Linked DNA regions of Sus scrofa: region 2 is linked to region 1. Evidence: chromatin contacts called from public Hi-C data. All regions are on one chromosome and are shown on one strand. Each heading gives the region's core, a stretch centred on a gene start, on an enhancer-like site or on the middle of the called end of the contact. The rest is flanking DNA. Distances are from core to core; before and after follow the strand shown. Region 1 has its middle 24 kb from the start of TARBP1. Region 2 has its middle 90 kb from the start of IRF2BP2.

What was found. A called contact is a pair of places that touch in the nucleus more often than the background predicts.
Region 2: a contact with region 1 is called in a Hi-C map of embryonic fibroblasts, with 5 times the contacts expected there. The contact joins two enhancer-like sites. A contact is called at or near these places in 13 of 47 Hi-C or Micro-C datasets (alveolar macrophages, embryonic fibroblasts, fetal heart ventricle and 8 more) and 1 of 2 datasets of contacts at active chromatin or transcription factors (skeletal muscle).

What each region holds. Positions count from the first base shown.
Region 1 is chr14:56,641,784-56,648,537 of Sscrofa11.1, reverse strand. No RefSeq gene overlaps it. Among named protein-coding and RNA genes, the nearest start is that of TARBP1, 24 kb to the left of the region's middle. Within about 2 kb of position 1,772, at least 55 of the 83 cell types and tissues checked have an H3K27ac peak or open chromatin away from gene starts, as enhancers often do. A contact at or near this core is called in embryonic fibroblasts, fetal skeletal muscle, liver and 4 more, where this site is marked.
Region 2 is chr14:56,452,354-56,459,306 of Sscrofa11.1, reverse strand. No RefSeq gene overlaps it. Among named protein-coding and RNA genes, the nearest start is that of IRF2BP2, 90 kb to the left of the region's middle. Within about 2 kb of position 3,861, at least 35 of the 83 cell types and tissues checked have an H3K27ac peak or open chromatin away from gene starts, as enhancers often do. A contact at or near this core is called in embryonic fibroblasts, fetal skeletal muscle, liver and 4 more, where this site is marked.

The DNA.
Region 1 (6,754 bases), core at 523-3,022:
CATGCCCAAACCTGTGCCATCATGACCTGGACAGGAGGACATAGGAGGCTGGTTGGGGCTGGAGCTAAGGGCTCCTGGTGCTGTCCCAGAGGACCATCATTACCTCCGAGGAGAGCCCGAGTCCTCGAATTTCCTATTGCAGAATAAGGAGCGGAATTTAGAAAAGCTGGCTCTTGGTGTCTTCCTTTCAGACCCCCCGGTGATCAGTCCCCTCCTCAGCAGAACAGAAAGCTCACAATAGAATGTAAAATGGTGCAGCCACTATGGAAAACCGTGTGGAGGTTCCCAAAAAACTAAACATAGAGTCGCTGTATGATCCAGTAATCCCACTCCTGGGCATCTATCTGGACAAAACTATGATTTGAAAAGATAATGCACCCCTATATTCATAGCAGCGCTATTCTCAGTAGCCAAGACTTGGAAGCAACCTAAATGTCCATCAGCAGAGGACACATATCTACAATGGAATATGACTCAGCCATAAAAAAGAAGGAAAGAATGCCTTTTGTAGCAACATGGATGGATATAAAGATTATCATACTTTGTGAAGTTAGACAGTGAAAAAACAAATATCATATAATATAACTTTTATGTGGAATATAAAATATCACACAAATGAATTTATCTATGAAACAGAAACCGACCCACAGACATAGAGAATCAACTTGTGGTTGCCAAGGGGAAGGAGGGCTGAGGGAGGGATGGAGTAGGAGAGTGGGGTTAGCAGATGCAAACTATTCTAGATAGAATGGATAAACAAGGTCCTGCTGTACAGCGTGGGGAACTAGGTTCAATATCCTGTGATCAAACACAATGAAAAAGAATATATATGTATAACTGAATCACTGTGCTGAACAGCAGAAATTAACACAACATTGTGAATCATCTACACTCCAATAAAATAAATTAAGCAATGAGATCCTGCTGTATAGCATAGGGAACTATACATAGTCACTTATGATGGAACATCATGGAGGATAATATGAGAAAAAGAATATATATATATGGATGACTGGATCTCTTTGTTGTACAATAGAAATGGACAGAACACTGTAAACCAATCATAATGGAAAAAATAAAAATCATTAAAAAGTAAATAAAAAGATTAAAAAAAAAAAAAAAAAAAAAGCAGCTCCAGAATACTAGCCTATTAAATTCTGCAAATCAATGGAGTCAAAGGCCGGAGAGAGCGCGCAATATCAGCTTCAGGCCACCAGATGGCGCGCGGCATCCACAGTGCTTCTGCGCCGGCCTCTGGTTGGTCCCCGCGCTGGCCCAGGGCCCAGAGAAAACGTGTTGTGCGGCTCCTCTTAGGGGAGCGCCCTGTACGGGTTTTTTTCCCCTTACACTTTAGAAAACCTGTGTATAGAAGAGCATGTGAAACACCACACTGCACAGCTGTGCTCTTCCTGTGCTGTCCTTCCAGGGGACACGTCAGCAGCATTTTCCCCTTGTCTGGAGAGTTTCAAAGCCCAGTTTCTTCTTGCATTTTTGTTCTCCCTGGATCTTGAAGTCTGTAGGACTTAGCTTCCATTTTGAAACCCACAATCCTGCTGAAATAGAATCGCTTGGAAAAAAATATCCCAAGGATTGTTTATTAGGTCAGGCAACCACATTTCTGGCACGGAAAGGAACTCTGCAGACACTTTGTTACTCTGGTATTCTGACAGCTAACACAGTGGGGTGTAAAATTTTTACGTAATCCCAAACCTCAGCCCTGAAGAGTTAATGATGTTACTCATGCCACTGGGGCATGAAAGAAAGACTCGCATTTTTGGGCGGTTACTGCTTGCCCAGCGTGGTGCAGTGAGCCATGAGGCTGAAGGCCAAGGGACTCTGGCCACCCAGGCAGTGAAATAATTCCCCAGAAATGCACTGCCTGGAGTGGAAATGCTAGGAAAGGGAACATTCATTCCAGGGCATTATGGACGGTCATTCAGTCTGAAGTTTGCTCGCCTCTCAACATGGCCAATCTCACACTTGGGACATATTACATAGATACCAGGAAATGATGGAAATCAAGCAGTGGTCAAGGCTGGGTTGTAAGCAGTGAACTCTTTCCTTCTTTTCAGTTCCAATAAGATGAATAATGAATAACCTAGTTTTTGAATGGAAAGCACATTTCAATAGATGGGTGATGCTTTCAGAAAGGCCTTTGAGAGTTTCCGTTTATTTCCTTCTTTCTTTCTCTTTCAGAAGTAGGGCCCTGGAGTGGAAGACAGAAGCGATATTCCAATAGTTGAGGGCCTACATTTTTTACCCATTCAGAGACTTGTGTGAATAAAGAAAAGCAGACTCTAATATCTACCTTGGCACCTACTATTTGCTAGGCCTTCTGTTGTATGTTTTAAAAGTACTTTATTATTTCATCTTCCTGACAATTTAGTGGTTGGCACTGGCCCAGGTTTTCAGATGAGAAACCTCAGTTCAGAGAGGTTAAGGAGCTTGCCTGAAGTCACACAGCCAGTAAATGTGAGAACTAGGAGACAGACCCAGTTATGCCTGACTTCAAAGCCTGGTTTGTTCTCTTTCACCAAGGCATGTCATGGACTCACAGAACCTTCGAGACGAGAGGGATTTGGGAATTTATTTATTTATTTATTTATTTATTTATTTATTTTTGGCCGCCACCCCCCCCCCCCCCCCCGCATGTGAAAGCTCCCTGGCCAGGGATTGAACCCACATCACAGCAGCAACCCAAGCAGCTGCAGTGACAATGCCAGGTCCTTAACCCACTGAGCCATAGAGGAACTCCTAGGAGGTCATTTAGATAAACCGTCTAAATAAGGCAGGAATTCCTTTTCCAGCATTCTCCATAAGTTGTAAGTCTATGTGTGTCTGAAATCAAAAGCTGAAGCCTAGAGAGAAATAAGAGCAAGACTTCAGAAGACAGATGGAGGGCCTAGATAAATATCCTAGATTTTGTTTCAATTTTATTTAAAAATTCAACAACACACACACACACAAGATGGCTGTAGTAGTCTCAGGTGTGAGTGCTATAATTAAAAGAGATTCAGAGGAATTCAAAACACCTTCCCATACCAGAAATGTACATTCTGGTAAAAAGCCCCCTCTCAGTGCTGGGGAAAGTGAACCACAGGGAGGGAGGGTAGGTGACGGGCCTCAGGCCACACAACAAGTCGGTGGCCAGGCTAGAAATAGCCCTGAACGCTGTGTGTCCCGGCTGTCCCTGGGTGCTGCTCTCCTTGCCACCTCACACTTAGTCCCTTGTCATGACTAGCTGTGTGTGAATTTGGTAAGGAAACCCAAAACCGGGTTTCAGTTTTCATTACATACCGGAAACTTGGCCTCAGATCACTAAAAAGCTCACCGTGGTTTGTGAGCCTCGCAAGCAGATGGAGCCAGGTTCCTGCCATGCGCCTGCCCTGCCGAGGCCAGCAGGGATTTGTGGGTCTGAGCGGGAACCACGTACAATTCCGTAGCCTCGGCAGGGCCGGGTCCCAGGTGCAGGCCGGCCTGGGGTGACACTGGGAGGATAGGAGCCTGGGCAGATCTCAGCCACTGTGGGGGACAGAGCAGAAGGGGACAGATGATATAAGAGGTGGGCATATTCATTTGCAAAAGAAGTTATGGAAGTTGCTGGTGAGATTTATCTTGGTAATTAAGTGATAATGGCTGTATAAAGCTGCTTGAGATGGAATCCCTGTAAAATACTGACAGGACGGAGGTCCTTTTGAGAAATTGTCTTATTGTTTTCAGAAGCAATTTGGGTTTCTACAGTACTATATACCCGCTAACTAGGAACGCCTCAAAGAGTCCTCGTTAGGCAGGGCCCCGGGCCGGCCCATCAGTGCAGATCCCAAAGATCGACCATCTCTAAGTCGCCTGTATTAGCTCACTCCACTATTCCTGCCCCCGGCCCTCAGAGGAAGGACACAAAGTTGTGGGGGTTTTTTTGTTTGTTTGTTTGTTTTTGTTTTTTTTTTAGGGCCGCACCTGCAGCATACGGAGGTTCCCAGGCTAGGGGTCACATTGGAGCTACAGCTGCCAGCCTACACCACAGCCACAGCAATGCCAGATCCAAGCCGTGTCTTCAATCTACACCACAGGTCACGGCACCACCAGATCCTTAACCCATTGAGCCAGGCCAGGGATCGAACCTGTGTCTTCATGGATCCTAGTCAGGTTTGTTAACCACTGAGCCACAGAGAGAACTCCCAATGAAAATGTTCTTTTAATGGCATGGAAAAGTAGGGAGTGTTTTGTTTTGTCTTAAACCATTAAGATCCTCTGTACAACCAGCTTGAAATAACCAGTTTAGTGAAGGGGAATTAGGGGAATTTTGAAGTGACCAGGCTCAAGGAGCATCCAAAGATCTTGCAAGAATTCAAGTTCAAACTACTGTGTAAAACGGAGGTGGCTCTCTCCGCTTGCCGGCTGGCAATGGTGGCCCAAATATCCATCAGGCTGGGGAAAAGGAATAAGGGAGAAAAATATTCTCTAAATATTCTCTGGAGTTCCATTGTGGCTCAGTGGGTTAAGGACATGACATTGTCTCTGTGAGGATTCAGGTTCAATCCCTGGCCTCGCTCAGTGGGTTAAGGATCAGGTGTTGCCTCAAGCTGCCATGTAGGTCACAGATGCAGTTGGATCCGATGTTGCCTTGGCCGTGGTGTAGGCTGGCAGCTGCAGCTCCGATTCGACTCCTGGCCTAGGAACGTCCATATGTCGCAGGTGTGGCTGTAAAATAAGTGCATGAATGAATAAATAAATAAATAATCTCTAAAATATTAACTATATATACATATATAATATATACTTTAATATGTTATAGCTGTATTTTTTTTTTTGTCTTTTTGCTATTTCTTTGGGCCGCTCCCGTGGCATATGGAGGTTCCCAGGCTAGGGGTCTAATCGGAGCTGTAGCCACTGGCCTACGCCAGAGCCACAGCAACGCAGGATCCAAGCCGCGTCTGCAACCTACACCACAGCTCACGGCAACGCTGGATCATTAACCCACTGAGCAAGGGCAGGGACCGAACCCGCAACCTCATGGTTCCTAGTCGGATTTGTTAACCACTGCGCCACGACGGGAACTCCTATAGCTGTATTTTAATTATATATATAAGTTTCTCTTTCCCTAAATGGTGGAAGTCTAAATAAATAGCTGGTCCTCGGAAAGAGAGTGTAGGAAACAGTACCTCCCTTACAATGCTTTGACTTAATGAGTTCTGACTTCATGATGGTTTGAAAGTGATATGCATTCAGTAGAAATGCATTCTTCGAATTTTGAATTGTGACCTTTCTCCAGGCCAGGGATATGTGGCACCATCCTCCATCCTCTGGGCCAGGCTGGGACCTGGGACCTTGGACCCTTTGCTGCAGTGGCTGCAATGCTTGCCCCTTGGAGTTCCCTTCGTGGCTCAGTGGAAACAATCTGATTAGTATCCATAAGGATGCAGGTTTGATCCCTGGCCTTGCTCAGTGGGTTAAGGATCTGGCGTTGCCGTGAGCTGTGGTGTAGGTCACAGACATGTCTCAGAGCTGACATTGCTGTGGCTGTGGTATAGGCCAGCAGCTGCAGCTCCGATTCAAGCCCTGGCCTGGGAACCTCATACGCCACAGGTTGGCCCTAAAAAGCAAAAAAAAAAAAAAAAAAAAAAAAAAAGCTTGCACCAGCACAAACACCTCCTGGAGCAACAAAATACAAAGAAACTATAAGGAGCTAAAAATAACTATGTGCATGCGCAATTGCACAAATTATAAACAATGAGATACAAAAAAAACCCCTAAACTCCCACAGCCACTTAGGCCACTTAGTCAAAGCAGGGTAGGCACATGCCCCTGGCACACAACACCACCAAAGGTGGGCAGACCTCCTGAGCCACCCCTTTAGTGGGACGCCTGGACCCATGCCTATCCTCTTCTCATATAAGGAACCAGCTCGCCCCCCTCAGCAAGCGAGCAAGCAAGGGAACCTGTTGTTTGTTTTCCCTCCCTGTCTGCTGCTGCTGCAGGGGCCCCAGTAAAGCCTTGCCTGAATTTCTTTCCTGGCCTCTTATCAATTTCTATTGATTGAGGAGGCCAAGAACCCACATCAGTAACAGTGCTGGGCAGTGAATTGCAGCTTCTGGTCAGCAGATCATGAGGGTAAGCACCGGATACACCTACCACTGGTCTGTACCCAGACGGCCACTCTGTTTTTCACTTTCAGTACAGCATTCAGTAAATTGCATGAGAGGTTGAACACTTTGTCGTGAAATAAGCTTCGTGTTAGATGACTTTGCCCAACTGCAGGCTAATGAAGGTGTTCATACATTATCTACTTACAATATTTTCAACTCACAATGCGTTTATTGGGATAGAGCCCCATCATAAGTTGAGAAAGTTCTGTATTTTGAACGTTCAAGGTGCAGCTTGCTTATGGGAAGTAGGAACCAGCTCCGCTTCCCACACTCGTCCACTTTCAGGGTCTCTCTCTTTCCCTTTTTTTTTTTTTTTTTTTTGGTCTTTTCTAGGGCTACTCCCGTGGCATATGGAGGTTCCCAGGCTAGGGGTCGAATCGGAGCTACAGCTGCCGGCCTACACCACAGCTCATGGCAACGCCAGATCCTTAACCCACTGAGCGAGGCCAGGGATCAAACCCGCAACTAGCAACACCAGATCCTTTAACCCACTGTGCTGGGATTGAACCCACACCTCTGCGGTGAGCCACTATAGTCAGATTCTTAACCCACTGCACCACAGGAAGAACTCCCCCTTTCAGGGTCTTAAATGCTCTTTCAATGCTTGC
Region 2 (6,953 bases), core at 2,612-5,111, 190 kb after region 1:
CAGCTGAGCCAGGAGAGAAAAAAAAAAAATCAAAAGAGCAACTCCTTCTTTAGCGTGTTCAAGAAATGGAGACAGAGGGCGAGGAAAATGAGGAAGATCACCAGGATTAAGTTAAAGTTTTCAGGAAAAACACAGGGCAGGAGAAAGAAAGAAAGAGAAAAAAACAAAACAAACAAACAAACAAAAAAAAACACCAGGCAGAACAGCTAAAGGAAGTAAGGGGAAGAGGACATGTTTTTTTAAACACATTTGCTTTTTTTTTTCTTTTCTTTTTTTGTTCAAGGGGAGGAGTGTGGAAAAAGAAAAAATAGGGCCATTTCATGAATGAGGAGAGGGTTGAAAGCTAGACAGACGGTTCCACATTAGCTGAGCTTCTAGATGGCTCTTTAAAAAGTATCTTAAACCAGGAACATGAAGATAAGGGCTAAGGACAATTGGGAAATAATGAAGATGTTGTCAATAAACTATTGATAAGGAGGGGTTAAAGGAGTATTTAGAGAAATTGAAGATATGCAAATGAGAGGCTGAAATAACACATGCATCCCAGGGTATTTAGTGGAACAGGCTCAAGAATTTGCGACACTATGAGGCAATTACTATTATTTTTTTAGTTGAAGTGTAGTTGATTTACAATGTTATGTTAGTTTCTGGAGTGCAGCAAAGTGATTCCTATATATATATATATTTTTTTACACATATCTTTTATATTTATATAGATATATCTTTCTATATATATCTTTTTCAGATGATTTTCCATTATAGGTTATTACAAGATATAATGCCCTATGCTATATTGTAAATCTTTGTTGGTTATCTATTTTATATATAGTGGTGTGTATCTGTTAATCCTAAACTCCTAATGTAACCCTTCCCCCATCCTTTCCCCTTTAGTAACTGTGAGATTGTTTTCTAGAGGCAATTATTTTTAATGCCATCCTGTGCAAAGGGGGTACTAAACACAGGTGTCTTAACACGACATTGCATCTCACGTTGCTGTGATGCATGATAAATGCATTTGCTGTTCTCAGAGTCACACATATTAGTCTGGGTCTTATCCTTACCTCCTCTCTCAGTAACAATATGAGAGGCTTAACTAAAGCAAAAGGAGTTTAAAAATGCTGTTTAGTATTAAATAGAACCTGCCCTCCCCCCCAAAAAAAAGGAAACTGAGGCATTGGGTAATCAAGGGAATGGTTGAAAGATCCAAGACTGAGTCAACGACTGAGTTATGACCCATTTTCCAGAATTCAGACATCTTCCAAAAGAAGAAAGCGCACAGAGGTAAGCTGGGTCTCAGGTGCGAATACAGATGGGTTCACTACTGGAAGCCACCAGCGCAGGGAGCCAGCCTGGAAGCGGACCTTGGTCTGCATCCACGACTCGGCCACCGCCAGAGCTGGTTTTTCCAGCCCCTTTCCTGCTCCCAGGTGGCAGAGCTAAAAATCAGGACACCAGCTCATTCTTTCAGTCCCCATTCCAAGCAAATCTCAGGTGGACTCTAGCTATGCTTTGTGAATTGCACCTGCCAGAGCTGCACAGCCAAGCAAGAGGAGGGAAATGCCTTAGTGGTTTCTGCACATAGACCAGACCAAGGGAGAAATTAACCTTAAGCTAGTGAACAACAAAAGTGTGCTTTGAGAAGTCAAATGAAGGAGGTGATGGTGGTTAGCGGACGGCCCTACACACCTTGTGTGTGTGTCTTGCTGAATCACTCTGTCCAAAGCTGGCAGGTGACAGACACAGGGTTACCTCCTGGATCGGTCTCTGGGGGTCCCTCCAGTTTCTGCGTCTCCAGACTGGGCAGTGCATGCAAGGTCTCCCCTGCTCACACCTGTTACTCATCCCAGCCACCTGATCTGAAGCGTCCTTGGGGACAGTGTTTTCACTCTGCCTGCTCTCTTGTGCTGGTGGATCGATGACAGTCAGCAAAGAACAAGCTGTGCCAGAGAAGAACGTCCTCTTCCTCTGGGCTGACTCAGCTTGGGACAGGAAGACCGGGGCATCTGGCATTTGGTGAAGCCCTTGATTGTCCCTTACGAAATATTAACCGAAATGGATTGGCGTTGGCCTCGTTCTGAGAAGGTCACCCAGGATGCGTTTGAAAGGAAGAGGCCCTGTGTCAACAAAGAGGAGTGATAAGCAGCCCGCCATTTCTCTGAACTGATGCGCCCGATGATCGTGTACCGCAGGCTCGGTTTTATATCTCTCCACAGATCAGTGTGCTTTTATGACAACCATCTCCATAGCAACCAGGTGTCCAGACACTAAATGGATCATGGGGATATGAAATCTCAGCCTGGGAAGGAAAGCCCACCCCGCCGCCCGACTGCCATTTCCGAGGCGCTGTTTTAGGATGAGGGCTGTTGGGTGGGTCCAGGGGACATGGGTGGCCTTCCCTAGGGCCCTGCTTAGCACAGGGACAGCCGGATGGCGGAGGAGCATTTTTTTGATTATGTTTACTAATGACCCAGAAGAAAGGGTAAATAACAGGTCATTGAGACACTGATGAAACCAAATGGGAAAGAGCTGCAAACACCAGAGAGACCAGAGAAATTATGTCAGTGGCAGTGGAGGAAAGAACCTGGGGAGGGTTATCCTGGGAACCCCGGAGTTAGTACTTCTGGGGGCCCGAGAGTCCCAAATGAGAAGGTGAACAATGCAGGGATTGTTTGGTGGGATCTGGGAGAGAAAGATGACAAGTAAGCTTAACACAGGGAAACATACCAGAACGGATAGTGAGGAGCTCAGGGAAGGGGCCGTCAGCCCAGGCTCCCCTGAGTGGTTGAGATGAATCCAGACAGCTGACCCTGGGAGGCTCAGAGGGAGGTGGTGGGGATGCAGCCCAGGATGCAGGGTGTCCACAGAGCAGCATCCTCAGGGCTGGAGGCAGCTGTGCCATGAGTCACACTGACTTCTCCCCAAAGGTGAGTCTCAACAGTCCTGCCATACCTGGAGCTTCTTTTGTTCAGCAATGATGTCCACATGCTGACAGTGCATGGAGGGCAGAGCGGGAAGGAAGGCACGGACAGATACAGTGGAACAAAAGGAGATGTAGTTGGGACCTCCGGGAAGAATTTTCCCGAGTGACATCTAAATAGGCTGCAAATGGCCCTTTGGAGGGAACTCCCATCCCTTGTCATAATCTAAACCAGGACCGGACTGGGAGGGGTGGCAACACATGGGTGTCAGGGGGAGGGCGGGGCCACCCCGCTTCTTTGTCTCGTCAGCCCATGACCCACGGGGTTGAGGCTTAAATGTGCCATTCGTCTACTGCACGAGGATCCTTGAATCCCCACACTAGGTGTGTCCATTGAAGAGAGTTCTGCCCTCTCCCAGGGGAAAGCTGGGGGTTAAATCTGTAACTGTCAGCCTGCCTGGCAACAAAATAAAAGGAAACCACATTCTTCATGAATGAAGGAAGGAGCAGGAGGAAGGTAGTCCCCCCCCACCTTCTCTTTTTTTTTTTAAACATGAGTAAGATCCTCAATATGTTTGAGATTATTTAGCAAATTCTCTGCAAGGGACCACAGGTCACTAGCCAACAGATCATGGATGTAGAGACCGCAGGCTTCTTCCGACCCTACCTCCCACCGTTGCCCCAGAGGTAGCAGGCTGGGCATCATGGGGGTCTCTGTTTAGTGAACTATTAATGATTTATCAAAGTCCAGACCCCTGCACCATCCGTCCAGTGCTCAGAATGTTATTAGAAAATCCTATTTCTGGTCTGTTATGAAACAGAGGTTTTGATGTGCTGCCAGGTTTATGGGGAATTCTGGAAACAGAACACTTGCTGCTCTGAGGAGCCGAGGCCAGTGGGTGTTACATAAAGCTTTCCTAGCAACTCAAGTTTATCAGAGAATGTGAGGCTGCAGTGGAAAAAAAGCCAACGAGTTAATGCAAAACATGAGCCAACCCACTATCCCCGCTTGCTCCGAGGCCAGCCAGCACATTCATGGGAGTGATTTTAACCCGCAGTGTCCCGGCAGGCCTGAGACTCCAGTTAGCTGCAGGTTCAGCACAAGAAAGCTGGGGCTGCTCAGAGCTGAAAGGCACCTTCTCACGGACCTCATGAAATGCCAAGCCGCCCTTGCCACCTCTGCACCCACAGCTTATTGAAATTCATACAAATGCATCTTCTTCGGCCTTCTCGGGGCTGCTCCCGCTTTCTCTGGGCACTGCAGAAATAAATGAGGGCAAGGTCACAACGCAGAATCCCTGCCAAGTTAAATGCATTGGATGGCGCGACTGTCCATCTGAAGTCAATGGGCGAGAATCTAATTTCCAAACCCCTGATCCAAAATGATGCAGCTCAGGATCGAATCCTTTTCTGGTGGTTGGCTGCCAACATTTGTTCAGTTTCTGAAAAGTCTATGTCCAATTGGTTGTTTTAAATCTCCCAGAGCTGGGAGGGTGGGGGTGGTTGGAGAGACCTGGGAACAGAAAACCACACAAAATCCCATTTCAAAGCTGCAAATCAGAGCCAATCGCCATCATGATCTGCTTACCCATGACAGTCTCAACTGCAGCGTTTTAGAGAGGAAAGGAAGCTTTCCCCACCCCTGAAGGTGAGTCCAACAAGCTGAGCAGGACTGGGCTGAGGGGCATGTGTCAAGAGAGAAAGTGGTTGAGTTGAAACTCAAGGGGCCCAACGAAAGTATTTGGAAAGCAGTGTCCCCTTTCACAAACCTGCCAGGGACTGGAGGGCCCTGTCTGTGATGCCACCAGACCCCAGCTCAGTGCCCACCTCCCCAAGTCAGTCCAGAGCACCATCACTCCATTTGGGCAGGAAAAGAATGATTTTGTGAAATCCCGGAGCCCCATCTGTATGATGACACTCGTCCAGTGGGAGGATGGCCTTTCCTGACATAAATGGGATCACTCCAAATCTAGAGAGTCTGTATCCCCAGGGCTTCTCTGCTGAAGAACGTGCAAGGGGCTGAAAAGTGTCAAAGCTACCTCTTTGCCTTAAAGCTGCAAAAGAAGCAAACCCCAAGACATCCTAGTTGAACTTGAACTTAAATTCACCTAGTAGAAGGTGAATTTCTATTTTAGGTAGTCCTTGAGAAGTCACCAGAAATCCAGAAAAGAATTTGCTCTGAGATGCCTCTTAAAAGATTTCATTCAAAGTGGACCAAAAAAAAGGAAAAAAGGTGGCAAATACTCAAAAGAGGGCCACTGACCGACCCAAGGAGAACAGAGGCGTCTAGCCACAGTCCATGTCCCAGTAGGTCTCTCTATGTCCATTAAACAATCAGAGGAGGGGAGCCTCCTCAGAAGCCCTCAAGCATCCCTGCCCCCTCCAGGTGGAGGCACCTCCTGCAGCCCTTGGACGCTGACGAGTGTCTGCTGGTGGAAAGCTGTCCGCACCCAGCACGGCCATAAATGAGTCCATTTCCATCGCCATGAGATCAATACTACTCATTTTTCTCTTGCTGGCTCCCGAGTGATTCATGAATCTGAAAACTAGTTCATGAATCAGAGTGAGGTGGGGGGGCGGGGGCCCATTTGTGCAGTCGGAGAACCTCCATTCCTTTCATGAACCCAGCCGTTAGTTGCATAATGCTTGCCTGCCTGCTGGTTGAAACCAGCCTTGGGGGAGGGGCGGGGGAGACGCTCTTGGCTTCTACTTACTCACCTGGTCTCCTGCTTGCAAGGAAAAGAGTGACCCTGGGTGCTGATTGCGTGTCCGTCTGTCTCAGTGGGTATCTCTGTACCCTTTGTTTGCGTGGCTGTGGGTGTGTGTGCAGGTGCTCGCACGTGTGCAATGGTCTTTGTGCACACATTTTGTGTGTGTGTGTGTGTGTGTGTGTGTGTGTGTGAACGAGCAACATATGACCGGCCTCGGGCCCTTTAAACCTGAATGGGAGCCAAATTCATTTCTCAGCGGAGCTTCATAAGGAAGCACAAGACGAGGCAGTTGGAAACCACAGCCCTGCGAGTGCTGATTACAGCCTGCTAAGGAAAATGAGATTTTTATCTCACAGGAATTCAGTTATAAAAATAAAATACAACGTCTGGCTTGATTCAGCGAAATGTACGAGCACCAGGGCATTTTTAATTTTGCAGGGATGCCGGACAAGGGGAATGACCTAAAACATTGCGTTTAAAGCGAGGCAGAGGCGCGGGGAGCGGCCACAGGAAGGAAGTGGGAGTGGAGGTGTGTGTGAGAGAGAGATGGAGGGAGCGAGGGAGGGCGGGAGGTGGAGAGAGAGGGAGAAAAACCACCCTGCTGGCAAATGAATGCAGCGGGGATGATGTCATTGGAACAGTTGGAGGAGAGGGAGAAAAACAACTCGGCGCTGGGCTAATCCTGTTTGCTGCCCTGAAGGGAATGGATGGCGGCCAAGGCAGGGGGTTCTGGGAAACCATATAAGGGTGCCAAGCAGGCTTTGCCGTCAACATTAGGAACTGACAGCTTTGTTCTTTGTAACTTGGCTGCCCGCCAGAGGCCTCATTTCAGCTCTGCGGCATGATTACCCTGGACGGCCGCCAGCCCCGCGCTGAGAGCTCCTTTTCTTCTCTCCCAGCTTTTTTTTTTTTTTTTTTTTTTTTCTTTCCTCTTTCCCTTTGCCAAACATGCAGCAGTTACCATGGCAGTCGAAAGTAAAGTTTCAAAAAAAAAAAAAAAGCCACACACAACAAAGTCGAGAGGCATGCCTGGGCCCAGAGGTGCCACGGGAGCAGAGGAGCAGATAGAAAAGGCAGGTCACCTATTCATCAGTCCTCCGACGGAAGGAGCAAACACGGAGCGCTGGCTGTCAAGCTCCGGGAGGTGACTCCAGGATAAACAGAGAGGGCCTGGCCCGGCTGTTGACAGAGAGGGGCTGGCTCCCAGGCCTTGTTTTCCTTCTCTTTCTCTCTCTCTTTTCCTGAGGCATTGTGGAGTGCGTAATGTGAAACGGAAAATGTCATGATTTCCACTGGGAATGCATCCACAGTTCTGAGAAAGCTCC